Regions from separate parts of the Mus musculus genome. Here all the other regions are linked to region 1. A link is a contact called in public Hi-C and promoter capture Hi-C data. All regions are on one chromosome and are shown on one strand. The core of a region is the stretch at or near the end of the contact, and the rest is flanking DNA. Distances in the headings are between cores, read along the strand shown.

Region 1 (2,512 bases), core at 7-2,506:
ATTCTTACACTAACAAGTCCTACAAATTATTAACTCCAGGTGAGAGAACAAAACTCTCTGATACAAAGGACTAAAGAGCCTGGACTACCATTAGAAACATCAAGTTTGGCTCAGCCCCGTCTCATTCTGAGTCACTTTTGAAAGTCAAGGGTAAAGCTGGCTTCAAGATTCTCTTCCCGCTTCCTTCTTATCAAAGTTTTTAAAACAAGAAAAGATTTGGTTTCCCTTCACCCTAAAGAGCCCAGAGGAGGCCTGTCTCCAAACTAATGGTATTGGAAGTTCCCTAGGCCCACAAGTCTGTGTCCAACACCAACAAACTTCGACAGGACTGGAAATTATACAACCTTGGATCCCAGAGCAGAAGACTCCACTAGAATAATCTACTCTGGAGACAATGACATCATGTGAGCAACCACACAGGAAGCTAACTGAGAGACGTGAAGGGTAAAGTCTTGAAAGCCTACAGAGATGACCACCTCTCAACCCTTGTCAAAAGAAGAAAAAGCTTCAACCACTGACAAATGGCTACTTTAAATAAGGAAAACTGAGAGTTGCCACAGAAGGGGTCAATCTGCAGTTGAAACCACCACTACCCAACTCCAAGAGCATCGCGTGGGTTCGCACTCCCTGGAGACTGCACACTAGAGGGGACGCCTCCGAAGCCCCACGGCTGGAACTTCAATGGAAACGTGCAGCGGGACAAAAGCCCAGCCTTAGCTCTGCCCCCTGCAACTTCCGACGGACACACCGGGCCCCGGGAGTCGCACAAAGCCGCCCGACTTATGACAGCCACAAGTGGCCGGGCACGGGGGGCTCCGGGGGCCAGTGCCACGGCGGCGCGTCCTCCTGCGCCGCCGCGGCCACCACGCGGGCAACTTTCCCGCGGGGGCGGGGCGGGGCGGAGGTCTGCGTGTCCTCGGGGCTCCGCGCCCGCCACGCAAGACACCCACCTGCACAGGGCGTCCAAGTCGACGGCCTGGGCCTGCGCGGAGCCCGCGGCCGCCAGGAGCAGCAGCAGCAGGAGCGGCGGCAGGAGCGCGACGCGCGGCCCGGAGGGCACCGGTCCCAGCTGAACGGCCCGCATCGCGTGTGGCGTGGGGCTCACGGCGGCTGGCCGTTTGGAGCCGCGCCTGGGACACGGTCGCGCCACCACAGCGGAGTCGAAGCTGCAACGGGAGCTGGAGGGAGAAAGAGGAGAGAGAACTGGAGCCAGGGGGGAGTGCGACGAGGAGGCGCTCCGTGGCCGTCCCCGGAGCGTCACGTGACCTGAGTCGGCCCGCCCCCGCCCCGCCTCCTGCTCACGTGACGTCCTCGTTCAGGTGCTCTCCGCCCAGTCCCGGGTCACATGAGCATCGCACGCGCGCGGGACAGGAAGTGTTGCGGGCCGGGCACGAGCGCCAGGTACCTACTCGAGGCCTGACAACCCCAGGGTTGCTCACGCGCGGCGAGGGGTGACGCCTCAGAGCCAGACCTCAGTTTCCCCGTCCAGCACCCAGGTTGCGTCTGCGCTTGAGCGCTTCCTAACTCTCTCTTCTTCAACCGAGACCAGTACGGTGGCCGAGATGGAGTTAGGTGGAAAAGCCCAGGTTGATGTTTAGTGTTGCAAGTGGATGCAGGGTTAAGAGGTCAGTCTTTCTAGAATCCCGCGTGGGAGTTTCCGACTCATGCCCCGGAGAGCCTCACAGCAGCTCTGTGGAAATGTGACTTCCCAAGCAGGGCTTTCTACAGCAAGTTAGGTGACTGGTGGACTAATATGCAGTGTGCAGAGAAACCAAAATGTAACAAGCAAATGACAAACAAAAAAAAACTTTTAGCGTGAGATTGCTTACTATGTAGCTCAGGCTATACTGGAGTTCAGATCCCTCTACTTAAGCCTACCGAGTTCTAGGTTTAGAAGCGTGTACCACCACCTCTGTTACAAAGTTTTATTATTCTGTAAAGATAATATGCAGCATCCATATTACATAAGGCGGTAACCTAGTGAAAGTACAGTAAATGAGCCTTAGGAAATGGCTCAGACTGTAATGTGCCTGCGGGTCTGAGCTCAAGCCCCAGCACCCAACCCCTGGAACTTTGGTGGGGAGGCAGAGACGAGGGCATCTCCGATGTTTGCTGGCCAGCCAGGCTGGCTGAATGTGGCCAGGTCCGCTGTTATTACCAAGAAACCAAGAAGAGGTCACTGGGCAGGAAGACAATCTGGCTGTGACACCAGGATTGGTCAACTGATCTTACTAGCTAGGCAGATATTCCATTCCTTCACTCCACGTGCATCCCTCCAGGAGCTGCCTGCTGGATGGAAGAGGATGGCCTGTTCCTGATGAAGAAGGACCATTTGAGGGTCAGGGGTACAGGAGTAGTCCCTTGATAGAAGCTGGAGTTCATGTTTGTCCTCTCTAGTGTTAGAACTAATGCAGGCAAGTGTTGTCAGTGAGAAAACCGCTAAATGAAGAGTTAGCTGTGAACCAGAATGTAAACTTCCACTCAAAGTATCATCCCCAAAATACATTTTCTT
Region 2 (2,512 bases), core at 5-2,504, 450 kb before region 1:
AATAACGATTAAAGGAGTAAAAATTGCTCAACAGCTCAATACATTAAGAAAATTATGAACTTTCTGAAAAAAGACTTCTAATAGCACCCTGTACTATTCCTTAAAGAAAATGCCCCAAAAGATGTCACAGAACTATCTTGAAATTAAGAAACACAATGCAGTAGCTCTCACGGCTTTGAAAAAGTAAAATTCCTCTCAGGCAACCCAGTGGTGACAAGCAAGGATGTGAATGGCTCCCGTGTTCGGGTCTCGCTACAACTATAAATTTGCTATTTCTTCAAGCAGGAAAAAGCAAAGCTATTTAACTGCCTTCTTCCTGAGGTTATAGAGCGAGACCTTAAGCCAGGAGGAGTTGTGGGAGTGTTTTCACTATAGGGGACAGGAAGCAGTCAAAGTTTATCCTGAGATGCAAAGGACTGGCATTTAAACACAAAATCAGGACACCGTGAGTTTACCCTCCCAATTAAAACTTGAGACTCTTCGTAGCAGTTAAAAGAGCTTCTACGGAGCAGAATGCAACAGATACTCTGGGTACCAAAGTTCCATCTTGGAGCTTCCTGCGGTAGCAAAGTTTCACACATAAACCCTTAGCTATTTTCGTGCGCAACACTGCATCAGGCTGTTGCTAGAAGACAGTAAAAGGATCTCTGACAAGGAACCTTGTCTGCAGTTACGTGAAGCTTCGCCCTGGGGACAGAAGGCTGGGAGGCGCGCTGCAAAGGGCTGAAGGAGCAAGGAACTGCCGAGAGGCACGTCGCCTCTCTTTTCCTGGAAAAAGGAGAAAGATGGACCACCTTCCTTCCATCCGATCACTGATCCGAGCCCGAGCGGCAGTCCGGGGCAAGCTGGGGCTGTCTGCAGCAGGGCCCCGGGGAGCACTACTGCAAAGGCCAGGGTCGCTCGGGAGCTTGGCCTCCGAGCCCGGGCAGGGGTCGCGCGGAAGCGGAGCACCGGGCTCCGCGCTGCACCGCGCCCCTCCCGCCACCGGAGGTCCGGATGCTCCGCGCCCACCTGGCGCGCAGCCGAGGACCCCACGCCCCCTTCACGCGCCACCCTGCTCCCTCCGAGCTGCAGCTGCAGCCGTGCACTCACCTCGCCGCTGGGCAGCACTCCGGATCCGGCTCGGGCTGTGGCGGCGGTGCTGGCCGCAGCTCCTCCATGGCGGCTGCAGGGGTGTCGGCGAGGGCAGGAGGGGGCACCGGCTCGGCGATGGCGTCTCTCATCCGTGCACCAAGCTTCGCATGACCGCGGCGGGTCGTCAGCTGCAGCCTGGTGCGGGAAGACCAGGAGCCGCGGGGTGAGGGAGTGACTCGACTCCGCCTCCGCCTCTAGCCCGCCGCAGGAGCCGTGCGCGCAGCGGCCATCTTGGGAACGGCGGCCGGCCGAACGCTGGGCTACGGCGGGCAGCGAGGGACACGCCTCGGCGGGCGGCTGAGTCCGCCTGGGCGGGGCGAGGCGGGAGGGAGGAGCGCACTGGCCAGTGGTAAATCAGGTGTCGCTGGGTGACCGCGGGTGGCCTCGGGAGGTCCTGAGGCTAAGGGCACAGGAGACATTTGGAGAGGTAGGGTTGTCTGGGCGAGCAGGAATGCTTCATAAACTGGAGCTCAAGGTCTCTGCGCCACTGGATTCTGCCTTTCGGAATAAGGATGATGTCACCCAGACGCCCACAGCTCTGACATGGAAGTGTGGGCCTTCTGCAGACTCAGACCATCAGAGTGACACACCAATCAGGCAGCAGAGGACGCCGTCCTCACCCAGGATCCCAAGGTTAGAAAGTGCTTTTTCAGAAACTTGCACAGTTGCTACACTAAAGAAGAAAGAAAGGGATAAAGAAGTTGTAAAGATTTGAAGTTATTAAAAGAATTGAAATAGCAGAGCATCTTTCAGTCATTCTTAGCTTGCGCAGCTTTACAGCCTTTGAGTTGCAATCATGCCTTCTGAAATCCAGATTCAGTTCAGAAATCGTATTCAGAATCAAATATGTTTGTTTCCACTTAGTTTGATTTTTTTTAAAAAAATGATTCTTTAGCTTTGCTATGTAGAGATATAAATTTTGAACAAATTTTTTTAACTGACTGAAAGAAAAAATTTCAAGGTAAGATTTAAGAGCTAAGCAAGATAAAGATACTCTGAAATCAGCTGTGTTACAGAAATGTCTCTGTAATTAAAGAGCATACTCTTGCTGTTGTTACAGTAGACTACATTATCTATAATGTCTGCCAGTGCTGGATTTCTGAGTTGACATCCCTTTCATTAATTCAACAACATGCAGTCAGTCAACAACTATTCAGTGCACATATTGCATTAGGACTTCGGGAGACACTAAGGAAGCAGCCGTGAGAAGTTGCCTAATGGAGGGAGAGAGAACAAAGCAAAACGAAGCATTCAAAGGAAATGAACTCAGTCTATCCTAATAATTTTAAAGACCCATTCATTTTCACTGAGAGCTCTGCAGAGTGTTTCCCATCTCTCTGTAATTCTGATAGTTTCGTCTCCCTCTACACTGGGCTAA
Region 3 (2,512 bases), core at 9-2,508, 370 kb before region 1:
TGCTCTTAACCACTGAGCCACTTCTAGCCCAAAGAATATATTTTAGTCATTGCTTCTTCTATGCCAGATAACCTGCCATGCCATGTGATGTCTAAGCCCAATTCAAGCTTCCTCTTGGTACCTGTCAATCATTCAGCATGCACGATTCTAGCGTGTTAGACATGTACAGCACTCCTTCTAACAAGCATGTGCACGCCTTGCTCACTGAAAGTCTTTGAAGCGCGAAACCCATACTTCCGTTCTAGAAATCTGGAAGAGAACTACTGCCGGAACCCAGATGGAGAAACTGCTCCCTGGTGCTATACCACTGACAGCCAGCTGAGGTGGGAGTACTGTGAGATTCCATCCTGCGAGTCCTCAGCATCACCAGACCAGTCAGATTCCTCAGGTAAGAGTGGGTCACAAGGGCTCACTGAGCAGCAGCACTATACAAGTTTGTCTCTACTGGCTTCTTTGCCATCTATCAGGGTGTGGTACCTTTGCTTCACTTAATCTTGCTGTGGGTCGGAGTGAGGCTTCTATCATTTCATTTGTAGTATTTCACCTGTTGTTTGCTCCGTAGCACAGGATTCAGCCTTGGTGAGAGATCCCCAAGCTCTTGAAATCTTGACTTTTGTTGTGGTTGGGAAGCTTATAAAAGTCAACTTGCAAACTCTATTAGGGTTCTGTATTCCTACTGTATTGCTTACAGGTCCGACTTTAACTGCAGATTAGTCTGTTTCGTTTGCTTCTGTTTGCTTTCTGTATTGTGAAGCTCTGTTGGTAGGCACGTACCCATTGAAGACCTCTTTATCTTCTCGATGGGATGATGTCTCCTCTGTCATGCCATTGTTTCTGAAAATACTCCTTCTGTCTCGGAAACTCTGAAGTTTATCTTTACTCATTTGAACAGAGACTTTGCAGCTCTGCCTACATTAGTGTTTGTGTGATGAGTCTCATTAGCCTTCTGACCGAGATATTTGCATTAATATCACTGTGCATGCTTGGCTTTAAGTCCATCATTAACGTAGTTATTCTGTCCGTGGTCTCCTTGCCACCATCCATCCTTTTCTTTTGTGTCATGTGGAACCCATTACCCAATTACTTTTAAGCTCACTGGCTGCTCGCTTAACCCTGCCGTCTGCTGATCAGTCTCTTGCAGGAATTCTTCATCTCCGATGCTGTGGGTTTTGCTCCTTGAATTTCTATTTTGTTCTTATTTTTTGAGGTTCCTGTGTCTGAGGATCCACTCACAAACTAACCAAGACTATTTCACAGTCCTAACCAGCTAGAGTCCTACTGTGGTCATCTCTGAGAATAAATGGCCTTTTTCTTATGTCCTAGAGGCAGGACCAGCTCTGCCCCATCCCCAGAAGCTCAAGGCTTTGGTATCCTATGACCAAAGAAAGTCTAGGGAAGTATGCAAGAATGATAGGTCTAGCCCCGTCCTGCCTGGTGCCCTCATTACAGAGCATCCTGGCCTCTTGTTCTCATGAACATCTGGTAGCAATTCATAAAAATAACTTGTACATAATGGCATTTCCAGTTATCAACACTCTGGCCAATCTTATTCATCTTCCAAGGTTTTTTTCAATACGTGGTACAACACTATAAATGGTGTACTTGTTGTGTGTGAGCATACACACACTACACACACATGCACACACACACACACACACACACACACACACACACACACACACACGTACAGAGAGACTGGTTTACTTCATGTGTCGTAAATTAGTGCTCAGGTCTGCCTGTTTCAGATCTTATTGGTCTCAATTTCTTCCGCTTTGATTTCAGTTCCACCAGAGGAGCAAACACCTGTGGTCCAGGAATGCTACCAGAGCGATGGGCAGAGCTATCGGGGTACATCGTCCACTACCATCACAGGGAAGAAGTGCCAGTCCTGGGCAGCTATGTTTCCACACAGGCATTCGAAGACCCCAGAGAACTTCCCAGATGCGTATGTCTTTGATTTTAACCATGAGAGGATTAATAGCTGGTTTAGGTTTCCATGTGCCCCATGCTTTAGGCTAACTCGTGTGGACCAAATTTCTCTGAGATTACTGAGGGCAGAATATGACAGGAACTTGGCTTTTGAGAAATAGGCCTGAACGAGGAGAAGCCATTAACTGGCTCCCTTTCCTGAGAAATTCTGTAGAAGCAAGGGGAATCAGTGGAGGTGGTAAGGTCCCACTGGTGAAATCCCTGTGAGAACAAGTCACCATAAAGCTTAGAACTAATACCACCGCTTCCCTGTGCTAAGGCTGATGCTGGCTCCCATCATTGGGCTGGGTCATTCCACTGCAAATCACTGGAGTGTAGTTTTATGTTTGGCTCACAGGCTAATATTTCTAGTGGCATCTGCATCTCCATTTCTTTCAGTCCTCACCTGGGAAGCCTTACTAGCCAGAAGCACAGTGCTCTCATGGGGTATGAGTTGCCAGAGAGCAAGAGTATTGGGGGCCATTGCAGTAAGACAGTGGAAGGAAGTGAGAGAATTAATTAAGGAGGGAGTGGGGGAGAGAGA
Region 4 (2,512 bases), core at 10-2,509, 350 kb before region 1:
TGGGTTACTTTTGGCTCTCTCAATGGGAATAAAGGGTGTCACTTTTCCCACAGTGGGAACAATAACCTGCCTAGGCTGGGAAAGCTCAGACTCTGGTCCTGAGCCACGTTTTTCTGAACCAGTTCCGCCTGGCTCAGACCTTTGCTACATGATCTGCTCTGTAGTTGGGGGCAAGGCCCACGCACGCCCGTACACAACAAGAGCTGATCCCTCAGCCGCCCTTGGAATGTTGAGTGAAAGGCTTCTAAGCCCCGCCTCCCCACCCCCAAAATCAACTTTGTGATTGATCTTCATTGTCAACTGGACAACTAGGAGACATAGCTCTGGACATACCATGGGCATTTTGGGGGTGGGGGGGATGGTAAGAGGGGGAGGTAGCCCATTGAGCACCAGAACCCCCTTTCTCTGTTCCCCGTATCCATAAAGACCTGAGTAAACATACTTCTGTTACAGTTGCAAACTGCAGCTGCTGCTGCTGAGCCCAGCTTTTTCCAGAGTTTTGTAGCATGCCTTTGCTTTGCTAGCACAGAGCAGCCCAGAAATCACGGACAGTCCCTTCCCCAGACGCTGTGGCTAGACTTGTCTCTATCACCAACATCAACATCACCAACATCCCCATCATTCACAGTCACCCTTATCACCATCATCGTCATCATCATTTCCACCTCACCATTACTAGATGGCAATAACGACATCTAGTCAATCAGCGATTTTAGCTTCCTAGGTAAATCTCTCTTCACTTCACGCCTCAGGCTTTCTCAGATTTTCAAACTCCAATGGCTAGCTGGTGTTGAGGCTGAGGATTCTTCTAGATTGGTTTTTGCTGTCCTCCTGGATTTTCAGGGGGCCTGACTACTGCTAGACTTAGCCTGGTGCCCCCCCACCCCCCCCCAGTAGGGCTTTTGCCCCTAGGTCATTTACTAGTACCCTTCAGGCCTCCAGAGATGCCTTCTCTCCTTTGGCCACCAGATGGCAGCATATCTTCACAGACCACAACGTCCTGTAAACCACCCAGAGGTGGTTTCCTCAGGGCTCAGAACAATTTCAGCCTAATATGTATCTCCACTCCTGGACTTAGTTCGAGCAATGCCCACCATCCCTTCTGGTCCCATGACCTTAAGACATGTCTCTTCCAGCTCCTATAATCACCAGACAGATTACACATTTTTCTGAACCTAAGACAAGTCTAGTCCAAGTGTCAGGGGAAGGCACTGTCCTTTATTTCTTGGCTGCTCTGTGCTAGCAAAGCAAAAGCGTGTTACAAAACTCTGGAGAAAGCTGGGCTTGCAAACTGGAAAGCTGGGTTCTCGTCAAGCTCGCTAAGTCCTGGGTGGATCCCTCTGCACAACAGCCCTTCCTCTGGCATTGCTGCAAGTGTTCTGGCTCAGTCTGGCGTCTGGCACACAAAAGCAGCAGGGTTTTTTTGTTTGTTTGTTTGTTTCTGTTTTGTTTGTTTGTTTTTGTTTTTTAATATATAAAGAAGAGATACAACTCATAAATCGAGTAAGGGATTAAATGTTCCCTTTCTCTCATTGCTGGAGAAATATAGATTAGAAAAATGAATCAAAACAATTTACACCTATTACATTAGCTAGTTAAAAATTATTAATATTTTAATAATAGTTCAACGTGGACACTCGTGAGGGTGTTATGGACTGATGTTTTCTGGTGTGTTTTCTGGCCATACCTATCTCGAAAATATCCTGAATATAAACATGTATATGTTGTTTCTGAGAACTTAGACTTAAGAAAATATCATGGGCTGAAAATAGATGGCAGAGGTAGAGGTGTGGAGCCTTTGTGAACAGGGAGTGGGGGCGGGAAGGGCCCACAGCTCCAAGTTCCAGGTAAACACTGTCCACACTAAGCCTTGGTTTCCTTAATTGCCTATCAGGAATCATAGAAGTTGCTACTTTCTGGAACTGGTGCAAGAAGTAAATGAATTAATTAGATGAATTAAATGAAATTGTACTATGTTACCAGCTTGTTCCTTGAACAGTTAATGATTAGTCAAAGATATGGCTTTGGGGAGGCCATTAGTATCCACACATAAAAGGGACAGTCTGAAATGCCTGCCGTCCGTTTACAGTGTGGAGCGACCATCGTTGTCTTTCTAAACCATTTCCCTAATGGCAAGAGAAAACCCCACGACCACTAGATAATCATTCTCCACTCAGCTATCAGGGAGATTGTGGCATTATTAAAATGTCCCAAGGTCTGGGGAGATGGCCCAGTTGGTAAAGCTTTTGCCTTATATGCATAAAGACTTGGTTTGGATCCCCAGAACTGTAAATACGGACCTGGTGGTGTATACTTGTAATACCAGTTCCAGGGAGGTGGAAGCATGTGGATCCTTAGGGCTCACACATCATCTCAAGGAGTGGTGCCCAACACACACACACACACACACACACACACACACACACACACACACACACATTGTTCTTATGGTAAATTGCTTACCTTGCAAATGGGGCTTGCCAAATTGGAAAATAGGCTTTTCCATTGAAAA

The links. Promoter capture Hi-C pulls out the DNA fragments that hold promoters and counts their contacts. Hi-C and Micro-C count contacts between places; a contact is called where the count stands out from the background.
Region 2: a contact with region 1 is called in a Hi-C map of rod photoreceptor, with 6 times the contacts expected there. The contact joins the promoter of Map3k4 here to the promoter of Igf2r in region 1. A contact is called at or near these places in 5 of 39 promoter capture datasets (the HPC-7 cell line, cranial neural crest, embryonic stem cells and 2 more), 1 of 484 Hi-C or Micro-C datasets (rod photoreceptor) and 5 of 115 datasets of contacts at active chromatin or transcription factors (bone marrow-derived dendritic cells, embryonic stem cells, extraembryonic endoderm stem cells and 1 more).
Region 3: a contact with region 1 is called in a promoter capture Hi-C map of the HPC-7 cell line, with 6 times the contacts expected there. The contact joins the enhancer-like site here to the promoter of Igf2r in region 1. A contact is called at or near these places in 5 of 39 promoter capture datasets (the HPC-7 cell line, cranial neural crest, frontonasal cranial neural crest and 1 more) and 2 of 9 other capture datasets (adipose tissue and embryonic stem cells).
Region 4: a promoter capture Hi-C map of the HPC-7 cell line shows a contact between it and region 1, with 3 times the contacts expected there. The contact joins the enhancer-like site here to the promoter of Igf2r in region 1. A contact is called at or near these places in 14 of 39 promoter capture datasets (the 3T3-L1 cell line, 3T3-L1-derived adipocytes, the HPC-7 cell line and 9 more), 3 of 484 Hi-C or Micro-C datasets (cortical neurons and neurons) and 2 of 115 datasets of contacts at active chromatin or transcription factors (astrocytes and stem cell-derived neural progenitor cells).

The regions. Positions count from the first base shown.
Region 1 is chr17:12,768,450-12,770,961 of GRCm38.p6, forward strand. Igf2r (insulin-like growth factor 2 receptor) reads right to left here and starts at 1,257. Exons shown (of 48, transcript NM_010515.2): 1 at 951-1,257. The coding sequence starts at 1,084. The region is part of intron 1 of Airn (antisense Igf2r RNA); the gene reads left to right.
Region 2 is chr17:12,317,406-12,319,917 of GRCm38.p6, forward strand. It overlaps Map3k4 (mitogen-activated protein kinase kinase kinase 4), which reads right to left and starts at 1,255. Exons shown (of 27, transcript NM_011948.2): 1 at 1,093-1,255. The coding sequence starts at 1,223. It overlaps 4732491K20Rik (RIKEN cDNA 4732491K20 gene), which reads left to right and starts at 1,448. Exons shown (of 2, transcript NR_045290.1): 1 at 1,448-1,767.
Region 3 is chr17:12,396,308-12,398,819 of GRCm38.p6, forward strand. Plg (plasminogen) reads left to right here. Exons shown (of 19, transcript NM_008877.3): 9 at 246-388; 10 at 1,783-1,945. Among named protein-coding and RNA genes, the nearest start is that of Plg, 19 kb to the left of the region's middle. Within about 2 kb of position 1,259, at least 2 of the 459 cell types and tissues checked have an H3K27ac peak or open chromatin away from gene starts, as enhancers often do.
Region 4 is chr17:12,415,447-12,417,958 of GRCm38.p6, forward strand. All of the region lies in intron 17 of Plg (plasminogen), which reads left to right. Among named protein-coding and RNA genes, the nearest start is that of Plg, 38 kb to the left of the region's middle. Within about 2 kb of position 1,260, at least 48 of the 459 cell types and tissues checked have an H3K27ac peak or open chromatin away from gene starts, as enhancers often do. A contact at or near this core is called in the HPC-7 cell line and liver, where this site is marked.